Linked DNA regions of Muntiacus reevesi: region 2 is linked to region 1. The links are chromatin contacts, called in public Hi-C maps. All regions are on one chromosome and are shown on one strand. Each heading gives the region's core, a stretch centred on a gene start, on an enhancer-like site or on the middle of the called end of the contact. The rest is flanking DNA. Distances are from core to core; before and after follow the strand shown. Region 1 holds the start of RPUSD2 (RNA pseudouridine synthase domain containing 2). Region 2 holds the start of RMDN3 (regulator of microtubule dynamics 3).

Region 1 (5,860 bases), core at 1,777-4,276:
TGAATCTTGTAGCATCTGATTCATAGAAAGGATGACTGTCATAGATTTATGGGTGCTTCATTGAACTGCTGCATAGCCTTTCAACTCACTTATGAAGTTTTCTCTAATTTCCCGCTCACCAAAGAATACCCTCTTGATTTCAAATTTGGCCACCTGTATCTTACATATCTTGATACCAGTATGAGGGTTCCTTTAACATTAGGCACAAATGGTGGCTGATGTAAAATTGAATACACCTTTCAACTTAAAGTGACAGTTGTAAATTAACAAATAGTCACCTTTTCTGATAGGGCTGCCCAGGTGGTGCAGTGGTAAGCAGTTTACCTGCCAATGCAGGAGACGAAGTTTCAATCCCTGGCTTGGGAAGATCCCCTGGAGAAGGAAATGGTAACCCACTCCAGTATTCTTGCCTGAAAAATTCCATCGACAGAGAACCTGACAGTGTACAGTCCGTGGAGTTGCAAAGAGTTGGACACCACTGAGCACAGCACACCCTTATTGATTCATCCATGTCGTCTGAGTTTAATTAGTGTATGTGCTGAATAAATCCAAACCAGATCCTGGACTTGCAAAGCTGATACCATAAGCCTGATGATCTTCCTCTTCCCAAGAACTGCTCACACTTGGAAGCCACATGACAGCAGTCAATATCCTTCTATCTTAGGTATCTGTTTTCCCACAGTATGATTAGTACAAATATGTTTTTTATTTGTATTCTCAACCAGTCTAGGCCTTCACTAAGGTCAGGAACCATGTGTTTCTTACCTTTGTATCTCTGAAGCCAAGTAATGCTTGGCAAATGTTAAAAATTTATTTGGTGTCTGAATGTTTAAATTAGAAACCTTTTGGTAAAAGACTACACTGAACTGGAGCTAGACCTTGTGATTCACTCTTCAGTCTCTTCTCCAAGTGACAACCAGGGTAATCTTTTTGGAATGAAAATTGGATCATCACACACACACACACACACACACACACACACACAAATTGGATCATCACACACACAAACAAACACAAACACACACGCCGGAAACTCTTTGATAATTCCCCATTGCTCTTAAAGGCTTAAATTCTTATTGTAAATTAGGTAGAGTTCTTAGTTCAAACAATAGAGCTCATTCTAGCCAGTTTAAGCAGTAAAAGGGATTAATTAAAGCTGCTCTGTACAATATAAATTCTGTAATGATATAAATGTTCCGTATCTGAGTTGTCCAATAAGGTATCCACTAGTTTTATGTGATTCTTGAGCACATGAAATGCAGCTTCTGTAACTGAATAACTGAATTTTAAATTTTCTTTCACTTTAATTAATTTAAATAGCCACATATGGCTAATGACTATTCAGTTGACCACAGGATTAAAGTATATTAAACAGTAAACAGAATCTCAAGAGGGGCCAGAGTCAGACTTGGAGTCTATATAGCCAGGAGTTTCTAAACCTCAGTCCAGGACTTCTCAGGGAGCACCCAGTGCCACTCAATGTAGATACTGCAGCTGGGCACTGGACACAGGAACTTCCCCCTTGTGAGTCCCCAGTATAACTCCATATAGCAATATGCAGATCCCTCCAATGCTATCTTGTAGGACATGAATTCCACACTGCCTGCTTCCTCTGCTATTATGCCTCTAAACCAAAGGCCCTGCCTGATCAAAGGAGCCCAGGTGATGGATGCCCAAGTTGCTAGGGAGTCTGGGAAGGCCAGTTTCTAGATCCTACCTCTTGGAAACAGTACTTCATGTGGGAAATTCCCCACACAAAGAAGAGTGTTGAGAACACGCTAGATGTCCAAAGGGTATGAGAACAGTCTACTTTGCTTGGTTTATGTCAGTGCTTTCCAAACTTGAATATGCAGTCAGATCATCTGAGGATCTTGTTAAAATGGAGATTCTCACTCAGGGGCTGTGAAGGGAAGAGGAAAAAGACTTTGCAGTTCCAACAAGTTGCTGGATGTTTCCCACGTTGCTAATCCACAGACCACATTTTGAGCAGCAAGGCTTTATACAATTCCACAAGGACTCCCTCTCTAGACCTCTCTTATAGCTTTCTTCTTGTCTGTGTTTCAGACGCATTCTGAAAGACACTCTTTCCAAAAACAAACACAAAAAACTTTATTGAAATATAATTCACACTCCATAAGATTGACCCTTTTGTCATGTGGCTGGTTCTCAGAGGTCTTGGCTTATCTTGATTTGGCTGTTTCTGAGCCTGTTCTCCAGCTCTCTTATGAATCCTTTGAGGCACCAATATCCTTTCAATAATTCCATCTCTTATGAAGTTAACTGGAGTTGGTTTCAGTATTTTGCATTTAAGAATTCTGACAAATACATCTTCTGACCCACTTGGAATTTTAATCTCAGGACAGGACCACGTGGGAAGGCAAATGGGAGATCTCCAGTCCTCATGATGTTAAGGAGAAGGACAAATGTAAAAATATTTTTTTCTGGGGTGTGTGTGCTTAATTACATATATGACAGCTTTATTGAGTTACGAAAAGTGAAAGTCGCTCAGTAGTGTCCAACTCTTTGGGCGATCCCATGAACTGTAATGTAGCCTGCCAGGCTTCTCTGTCCATGGAATTCTCCAGATGAGAGTACTGGAGTGAGTTGCCAATTCCTTCCCCAGGGGATCTTCCCAACCCAGGGATTGAACCCGGGGCTGCTGCATTGCAGGCAGATTCTTTACCGTTTGAGCCACCAGGCAAGCCCTTATTGAGTTATAAGTCACAAAATATGCTTACCCTTTAAAATATACAACGCAGTGCTTCTTAGTACATTCAGAGTTTAGCAATCTTCATTTTGTTTTGTTTTGAAATATTAATAACTCTTTCAAGAGTTTTTCCAGAATAAAGGAACTTCGAGCATATCGACAAGGAATCTACACTTTTAATGAGTCATTCTTACAGCTCTCAACTCTTTCAGCTACCTCCTTCACGCCTGTTCTCAACGCGGTCCCGCCTCGGCACTAGGTCTCACTGATTGGTTGGTGCTGAGTGACGCCCTCAGATCGCGACCCAGAGGCCGCGGCCGCTGGGTCATGTGGCTGGGAGGCCGGTCGTGGCTCCCGGTTCTTGGGCAAGTGTGTTCCCGTCTCCGGTGCCTCGCATTTGCCAGGACTTGGGGTGCCTGTAGGGGACCCATGGCGGAAAGACTCTCGACCGGGGCTGAGGCAGCGAGCGGGCTGGGGGCTCCAGCTCAGCAAAACGGAGATGCGGGCGGCGACGCGAGGGGTGAGCAGCCCCCTGGGCACCCGGAGCCGGCGGGTTCAGAAGAGGAGGCGGTCTCGGGGGACGCGAAGCAGCCCTCAGGAAACGGGGAGCGGGCCCCGGCTGCAGCCCCGGGCCCTGGCAAGCGGAAGAAGCGGCGGGGCGCGGTTGGAGAGCGCATTGTGCCGCCGCCGAAGAAGCGGCGGGCAGGGGTTAGCTTCGGCGATGAACACTTTGCTGAGACCAGCTACTACTTTGAAGGCGGCTTGCGCAAAGTGCGGCCCTATTACTTTGACTTCCGGACTTATTGCAAAGGCCGCTGGGTGGGCCACAGCTTGCTGCACGTCTTTGGCACGGAGTTCAGAGCCCAGCCCCTGGCCTACTACGAGGCCGCTGTCCGGGCGGGACGCCTGCACCTCAACGAGGAGCCGGTACAGGACCTCAGCATTGTGCTCAAGGTGGAGTCCTGATGGGGCCTGCCCGAAAGGGGGCATGGTTTTTTCGGTTACTTGGGCATAGGTACCGGAGTAAATTCGGGGTCATTCTGAAGCGTTCTTGTTTTAACTTGTAACACTCTTTTACTGCTCCATTTCCGCAGGTAGACTGCCCATATGTTTCAGACCTCAGCCCCCTTATCCCTTCCATCAAAGCGACTTTGCTGTTTCCAAGGCACAGAAGTTGGAATTCTTGTGAAAGTGAAAGTTAGTCGCTCAGTCGTGTCTGACTCTGCGATCCCATGAACTGCCAGGCCTCTCTGTCCATGGAATTCTCCAGGCAAGAGTACTGGAGTGGGTTGCCAATTCCTTCTCCAGGGGATCTTCCCAACTCAGGGACTGAATCCTGGTCTCCTGCGTTGCAGCCATTCTTTACTGTTTGAGCCACCAGGGAAGCACCAGGAATTCTTACAGCTCCTTTTATGCAGTCTTGTGGCACTGGCACTGATGGCTTTCTGCCTTGCATTGTAGATCTCTGTACAAATAGTAATAATCGAGACTATCATTTATATCTCCTGACTGTGTGCTGGGCACAGCATTAAGCATTTTATGTACTTTAACATTTAATTCTAATGACAACCCTGTGGAGTAGATACTGTCACCTCATTTTACCTGTGAGGAAGTCGAGGAAACTAAGATCAACCTCATAGAGGTAAGACACAGTGCCACCTCCAACACCTGTGTTCTTATAAGTGAAGTGAAGTGAAAGTCGGTCAGTCATGTCCGACTCTTTGCAACCCCATGGACTATACAGTCCATGGAATTCTCCAGGCCAGAATACTGGAGTGGATAGCCTTTCCCTTCTGCAGGTGATCTTCCCAACCCAGGGATCGAACCCAGCTGTCCCACATTGCAGGGGGATTCTTTATCAGCTGAGCCACAAGGGAAGCCCGTGTTTTTATAACTTCCACTTGAATTATTTGTCCTAGAGCCTGATAGGATAGAACTGTGAAATGACAGAGATTGAAATTAGAATTTGTAGCCCAGTGCTTTGACCCTACTTTAAATTTCTATCACAGCTAAGAGGTACCAGACACTGTCATTAACTGCCTCACCATGGTTGTGAAGGGATGCAAGGCATTTGGAGAATGAGTGGTTTGAATCAGTCACAGTTTTGAAGCACAGGTCTGGACTGATGCTCACATTTTACAGATAAGGGAACTGAGGCCTAGAGAAGTTAAGTGACTTCCCTAAGAGCATGCAGTAAGCCTGTAGCAAATCCAGGTCTACAGCCCAAATCTCTGGACTTACAGCTTGGTGTTTGTTCAAGGTCACAATGAGTGATGGTGTATGGAGGATTTTCCCCTTCATTTTAGAAGAATATATTGTTAAATATAACTTTCTTGTAGAGAAAATACGAATAATCAGTACAGCAAAATCCATAATCACACTATCCAGAGATGTATGACATTTTAGGTGTATCCTTCTAGCTCTTTCTCAATGCCTGCTTTGCCTGTGTGTCTGTGTGTTTACAAAATAAGAATACACTGTGTATACTGCCTTTTCTGCTTAAGGATGTACTGTGACCATTCTTTCATCCAGTAAGGAAGATGGGGGGGAAGTTGTGTGTGAATTTGACTGATCATAGGTGGCTGGACCCTGGGCTGACCAGTTGCCTGTGTCATTGGCAGGACAATGACTTCTTACGGAACACAGTGCATAGGCATGAGCCACCAGTTACAGCAGAACCCATCCGCCTGCTAGCGGAGAACGAAGATGTGGTGGTTGTAGACAAGCCTTCTTCCATTCCTGTCCATCCCTGTGGCCGCTTCCGACATAACACGGTCATCTTCATCCTGGGCAAGGAGCACCAACTAAAGGAGCTACACCCATTGCATCGGCTTGATCGCCTTACCTCCGGGGTCCTCATGTTTGCCAAAACAGCAGCCGTCTCAGAGAGAATTCATGAACAGGTTCGGGACCGGCAGGTGAGCCAAACTGAGTTTGCCTCTTGCAGGCCACTTCTGGGCTCACAAATGCTCTGCATCGAAAGGGTGTCACCGAGTTCTAGATCTGAAGTGAGCCTCTGTGTTTATCTGCTCAAGCTTCCCATCTTCAGGAAGGTCAGCACCTAAAGTGCCAGAGACACGTTATTTTCTCTTAAGTTTCAAAGGATCTTTAGAGATAACATATACTACCTGTCTTGGTAATTTGCTGTTTTGA
Region 2 (5,860 bases), core at 2,474-4,973, 140 kb after region 1:
AGCTGAGTCACTGCCCACCTGTGAAGAGGGCAGGGGCACACAAGCAGATCAGGGAGCATGCTCAGTGCTTAGACAGCTCTATAGACCTCAGTGAAGGAAAGTCATTAAGACAAAGCTTACAAAGTCCTCGTGATAACAGGAAACCACCCAACCAATGTTACAGTAAAACAAAAATAAAGGATCTAATAACTAGGTAAAAAGCAAACCTACCCTGAGAAAAATAATAGATGCAAACACTAACTGCTGTTAACATTTCCATTTGTCAGGATGACATATGGTGGACGGCTTTTCTTATTTCAACTGTTTTGTATTTCATTTGTTTATATCCTTACCTTGTTCTAAAAATTATTTACAGTAGATTAGTGTGAATTTTTCATTCTAAACACTACTTTTACACAATGTAACCTGGCTGAAGCCACAGCTGTCTCCAGGAGAGATGACTCACCCGCCTTCACTCTCGGCATCCGTGAAGGTGGCTCCGGAGGCAGCCGTGAAGTAGACAGAGCTGGAGCCGGTGGAGTCACTCCTCTCCCGGGCAAATGGGAACCTTCGCCGCCGAGCCACTTTCTGGTTCTCTTCCATATGCGATCTGAAACACAAGCTTCTTTCCAGAGGGTGCCATTAGGCCCTTCCAGCCTGCCTTTCCCCTCACCATGAGGGAGCCTCTTACTACTGCTACTCATTAAAGGGCCAAAAGCAAAGAAATTCTGGGGTCTCTGCCCTCAGGAGAGCAAGAAGGGCAGATGATGGGACCCAGCCTACAGAGCAGACCAGGTTAAACAGGACAAAGTATTTCAGCTGCTGCAACAGACCCCGAGGGCCCAAAGGCAAGAACTCAGGCAAGGCAAGGAATCAAGCACATGGCTTCCCTGCCAGTGAGGTGAGAAGCCAGAAAACTGGCTGTGTCCTTACAGACAGACAGCAAAGGCTGAGAAAGCTGTTGGGGCAGGGAAACGCTAGGGTGCAGGGGCCAAGGCAGGAAGGAAGGCTGTAATACTCACCGGACCTCCCCCACAATCTGCCCAGCAAGCCCCTGCAGGCTGCTCCTCAGCTCTTCTACCTCCCGCCGCAGCGCCACCAGGCTGGTCAGCACGAACTCCAGGCGGTCCAGGACCTCCTCCTGTCCTCCTCGTGAAAGGCTTGGCAGCACTGCAGCATCGCCAGCCTCACCCGGGACTGCCCGCAATGGCCTGACTGGAGGAAGAATGATAGGAGACAGTGAGGCCCCTGGGATAGAGGGACGAGAAGATCCTGCACCCAGAATTCAAGAACACTTGCTTCTCATTGGAGTTCAATTTACAAATATCTTTGAGGCTCAGATATTCACAAGTCCCAGGTAACAAACCAGGGGGGAGGGGGAAAAAAAAAAATCAAGGTCCCAATCTTTAAACGAGAGCTCTCCAGGGAATTCTCTGGTGGTTCAGTGGCTAGGACTCCATGCTTTCACTACCAAGGGTCCACGTTCAATCCCTGGCTGGGGGACTAAGATCTTGCAAGCATGGCCAAAGGGGAAAAAAAGCCCACAAGAGACCTCTGTTCCAAAAACCTTGCACCCAGGGCCCTTCATCAGCACTGTACACCTTGGCGGATAATGTAGAATGCTCGCAAGGGTGCGATAACTAGAAGGCAGGATAGCTGCCCTGCTGCCCAAATCCCAGGCAGTCAATACTTACCACATAGCAAAACTGAAACTGAGCTTACTCAAATTCTGATCTTGCACTTCACAAAGAACAGCAAAGAACACTCTTTCCTCTCAAGAGCTTCATTTAGTATTATCAGAGAGTGGCAAGGTAAACAGAAGCAGTCACTGAGAGAAAAGGTACAGTGGGAAAAACCCACCCAAACCCCAATGGAAAAAAACATCATCGCCAAGCCCTGAATTGAGATCTAAGCAAATTCTAAAAGTAAACGCTAGAAAACTGATACCTAAGACAAGTGGACTGGGAAATGTAAAAACAGGAAAGAAACCAGAAAGGCAGGACCCACAGTCCAAGCAAGCATAAAGCTGTTAAAGGAAATCTAGTAACAATAAAGGCTAGATTACTGTACAGACCCAACAATGTTCCAGTATGTAAAGCAAGATCCCTGGGAGTGTGGCCACCATCTCCCAACCTCAGTAGAAGAAAGACTACAGCTAAGAAATTACAAACCAACAAATAAAATAGGAAAAGAAAGGAAGGGTAAGCACATTTGCAGCACTAGGTTACTACCAGCTTATAAAATGCTGACAGACAATTGCAATCTAAGGTGAAAACTCTTAAGACTCTTCGAAAACTAACTTTTCCGAACCATCTGGCATTTGGTCATCAGAGGAAACATGTGTTCCCAATGAACATGAGGCAAGATGACTTGAGTGCTCTTCTATCACACACACATGAGGGCAGTGGTTTGGCCGAGCCCTAGATGCCTTGCTCTGATTAACATTAAAGTTTTCCAAAACTGTAAGTACTAACCATTTGTGGCTGGCTCTCAGCCACATTCAGCTTCAACTGCAGTAAGTGCACTCCCGACCCCATGCTGTGGGAACTCCACAGGACCAGGTGACCAGGCCCAATCCTGCCACTTACTGTGACAGCCTCGGCAAAGTTACACAACTTTTTTCAACCTCAACTTACTCATAAGGAGGATTAAAAAACACACACACACACACAACTTGAACTATACAGTCTTCAAGGTGCCTTCGAATGTTAATGTTAACCTAATTTAACACATAAGCCTCAAGAAATTTTAATTCCTCCGAGACTAGTTTCTCTTTTTACTTTCTTTTGGGCCTTTCCTCTACTTATTAAACACCTCAACCACACTAAGCAAGTAACTTTAATACATACACAGCACTTCTGCGGCCAGAACTAAAAGTGAAAGCTAAGCCTTTTCACTATATACTTTCCTGCGATTACAGGAAAAAGACGACAGTGGTGGAAGACTGCTTTTCCTTTTCGATAAACTTTCCCCAAACTTGAAAAGAAACTCTTGGGCCCCGCACCCACCCCTCCTAATTTTTCCTCTGTTGTCCTGCCCTGCAGGTTCTGCTACAAGCAGCCCCGACCCCAAGCCCACCCCTCAACAGTCCCTGAGGCCTCAATAGCCCCGCTCCTACCTTGGCGTCCAGGCTCTGAAGTCTGCGTGTAATCCAGAGAGTTGGACCGACTCTGGCTCTGGCCGCGGCGCTGGGTCCGTTTCCACCGCTGGCTGTAAAGGGCACACAGGAATCCAAGGCCCGCGGCGGTGCCCAGCAACAGTCCGAGCCCGGCGCGTGCGCCACCCAAGGTCCCCAGACTAGACATGCTACACCTGCAGCCCGCGTGAGCCACCAGGAGCAAGCGGGCGAAAGAAACGAGAGAGATTCGTTGAGTGTGGTCCACCCATCGCCAAAGCCGAACCCTTGAAGATACCCTCCCTGCCCAGGCCCCAAGCATTCGCCACCCTCACCCTAGTCCCGACCTTAAGGTTTCTGCTAGCCCCCAGGCCTGACTACCACGCCGCCCACCCGGCCCTCCGCAGCCTACCCTCCAACACGCCCCCTAACCCTGATACCGGAGTCAGGTCGACGGCTTCCAACTCCTCCTCCAGCCTCACGACACTGCAGACCGCAAACCCGCCGCCCTGGCACAAACCGCTGGCCTTCCCGCCGCGCACTTTGAAGGCGCCCAGCCTGCCTGGACCTCAACTCAGACTCTTACCCTGCTGCTAGCTACTTTGGCGAAGGCCGCGGCTTCTCTGTCAATGACCGTGACGTCATCAAACGGTGCCAACTAGCTGCCTCGCTCGCCTATAAGAAGGCAGGGGGTTGCGCAGACCTTCGAGACTCCACCTCTTGGCCAGGGTTTTCTCTAGGGGGCGGGGCCACAGGCACAGTCAGAGGGGCGGAGCCAGCAGAGATCTCGAAAGGCGAACCGAGAATGGGTTAGAAGCCGAGTAAAGGGGGACCCGGCTTCCCAGCTGGCGCCGCTAGTGGTAAAAAAAACCTGCCTGCCAATGCAGGAGATGTAAGGAGATGTTCGATCCTTGGGTCAGGAAGATCCCCTGGAGGAGGGCATGGCTATCCACTCCAGTATTCTTGCCTGGAGAATCTTAGACAGGAGCCTGGAGGGCTACAGCCCATAGTGTCGCATAGAATCGGACACAACTGAGCGAATTAGCACGCACAAACGGGGGAAAGCTGAGAGATTCCGTGGAGTGGATGCTCAGAGCAGTAACTCCATGGTCTGGCCAGCTGAGGTTCCATTTTCCTCCAGTCACACCAGGTTACAGCTGAGGTTCCATTTCCCCAATCACACCAGGTTACTTAGTGTTCCCGGAATGTGCTCCGCATACTCAACGTTTCTACCTTTTCCACTACTGCTCTTTCTGTCTTGAACCCCTACCTGGAAAACGCCACCCCTCTCCACCTTTCCTTAACCCTCGGTCAAAACTCAGACTTTATTTGATTTCAGCTCAATTTGTTTACGTATTTTTACTCAAATCATTTACTAATCTCAACGCAATAGTGCCTTTGGCAATTCAATTTAAAACAGGTAAGTTGTTGGTTATCCACAACAGGCCCTGAGTCCCCAGGGCCAGCTTCTGTCAGTTGACATCTGAAAAACTTACATTGTAGATGCACACCCCATCATTTAAAAAAAAATCTTAAACCTTAAATTGTCGTTGTAACATTAAACAGGGACAGGCTTATAAAAACTGTTTTTAATATCCAGAATGAAAATTAAATTCATTAAATTAATTCCTCTAATGATAACATTTTAAATGTTTGCATGAGGCTGAAACTTGAGTTGATCTCTGATTGCTTAAATTGGTTGATAGCATTTCAGATTTTGTTTTAACCATTTTTTTCTACCACCTGTGACTTGTACTTTTATAAATCTATTTTACTCCTGTGGTTTTATGCAACTTGTAGTGTTAGAAACTAAAAAAAAGAGAATCACCTGCTTTCCAATTGTTATGACTCTGTGCTTCCTCTGCTGGGGGCTCAGGTTCTACCCCTGGATGGGGAACTAAGATCGAACAAGCCCTGCAGTACAGGTCAAAAATTAATTAATTACTTAAAAAGTAAACAACACATAGGGACTTCCCCGGTGGTCCAGTGATTAACAATCTGCCTTCCAATGCGGGAGACATAGCTTCCATCCCTGGCCAGGGAACATCTTAACATCCAACATGCCAAGGGAACCCTCTTAAACTGTAGGTGGGAATGCAAACTAGTACAGCCATTATGGAGAACAGCGTGGAGATTCCTTAAAAAACTGGAAATAGAACTGCCATATGACCCAGCAATCCCACTCCTGGGCATACAGACCAAGGAAACCAGATCTGAAAGAGACACGTGCACCCCAATGTTCATCGAAGCACTGTTTATAATAGCCAGGACATGGAAGCAACCTAGATGCCCATCAGCAGACGAATGGATAAGAAAGCTGTGGTACATATACACAATGGAGTACTACTCAGTCATTAAAAAGAATTCATTTGAATCAGTTCTAATGAGATGGATGAAACTGGAGCCCATTATACAGAGTGAAGTAAGCCAGAGAGAAAAACACTAATACAGTATACTAACGCATCTATATGGAATTTAGAAAGATGGTAATGATAACCCTATATGCAAGACAGAAAAAGAGACACAGATGTATAGACAGACTTTTGGATTTTATGGGAGAAGGCGAGGGTGGGATGATCTGAGAGAACAGCATCGAAACATGTATATTATCAAGTGTGAAACAGATCGCCAGTCCAGGTTGGATGCATGAGACAAGTGCTTGGGGCTGGTGCACTGGGGTGACCCAAAGGGATGGGATGGGGAGGGAGGTGGGAGGGGGGTTCAGGATGGGGAACACATGTAAATCCATGGCTGATTCATGTCAAT

What was found. A called contact is a pair of places that touch in the nucleus more often than the background predicts.
Region 2: a contact with region 1 is called in a Hi-C map of muscle, with 9 times the contacts expected there. The contact joins the promoter of RMDN3 here to the promoter of RPUSD2 in region 1. A contact is called at or near these places in 2 of 3 Hi-C or Micro-C datasets (blood and muscle).

Annotation. Positions count from the first base shown.
Region 1 is chr7:35,008,133-35,013,992 of mMunRee1.1, forward strand. RPUSD2 (RNA pseudouridine synthase domain containing 2) reads left to right here and starts at 3,027. Exons shown (of 3, transcript XM_065941082.1): 1 at 3,027-3,661; 2 at 5,329-5,625. The coding sequence starts at 3,035.
Region 2 is chr7:35,149,194-35,155,053 of mMunRee1.1, forward strand. RMDN3 (regulator of microtubule dynamics 3) reads right to left here and starts at 3,724. Exons shown (of 13, transcript XM_065940155.1): 1 at 3,535-3,724; 2 at 3,098-3,291; 3 at 1,002-1,194; 4 at 446-589. The coding sequence starts at 3,284.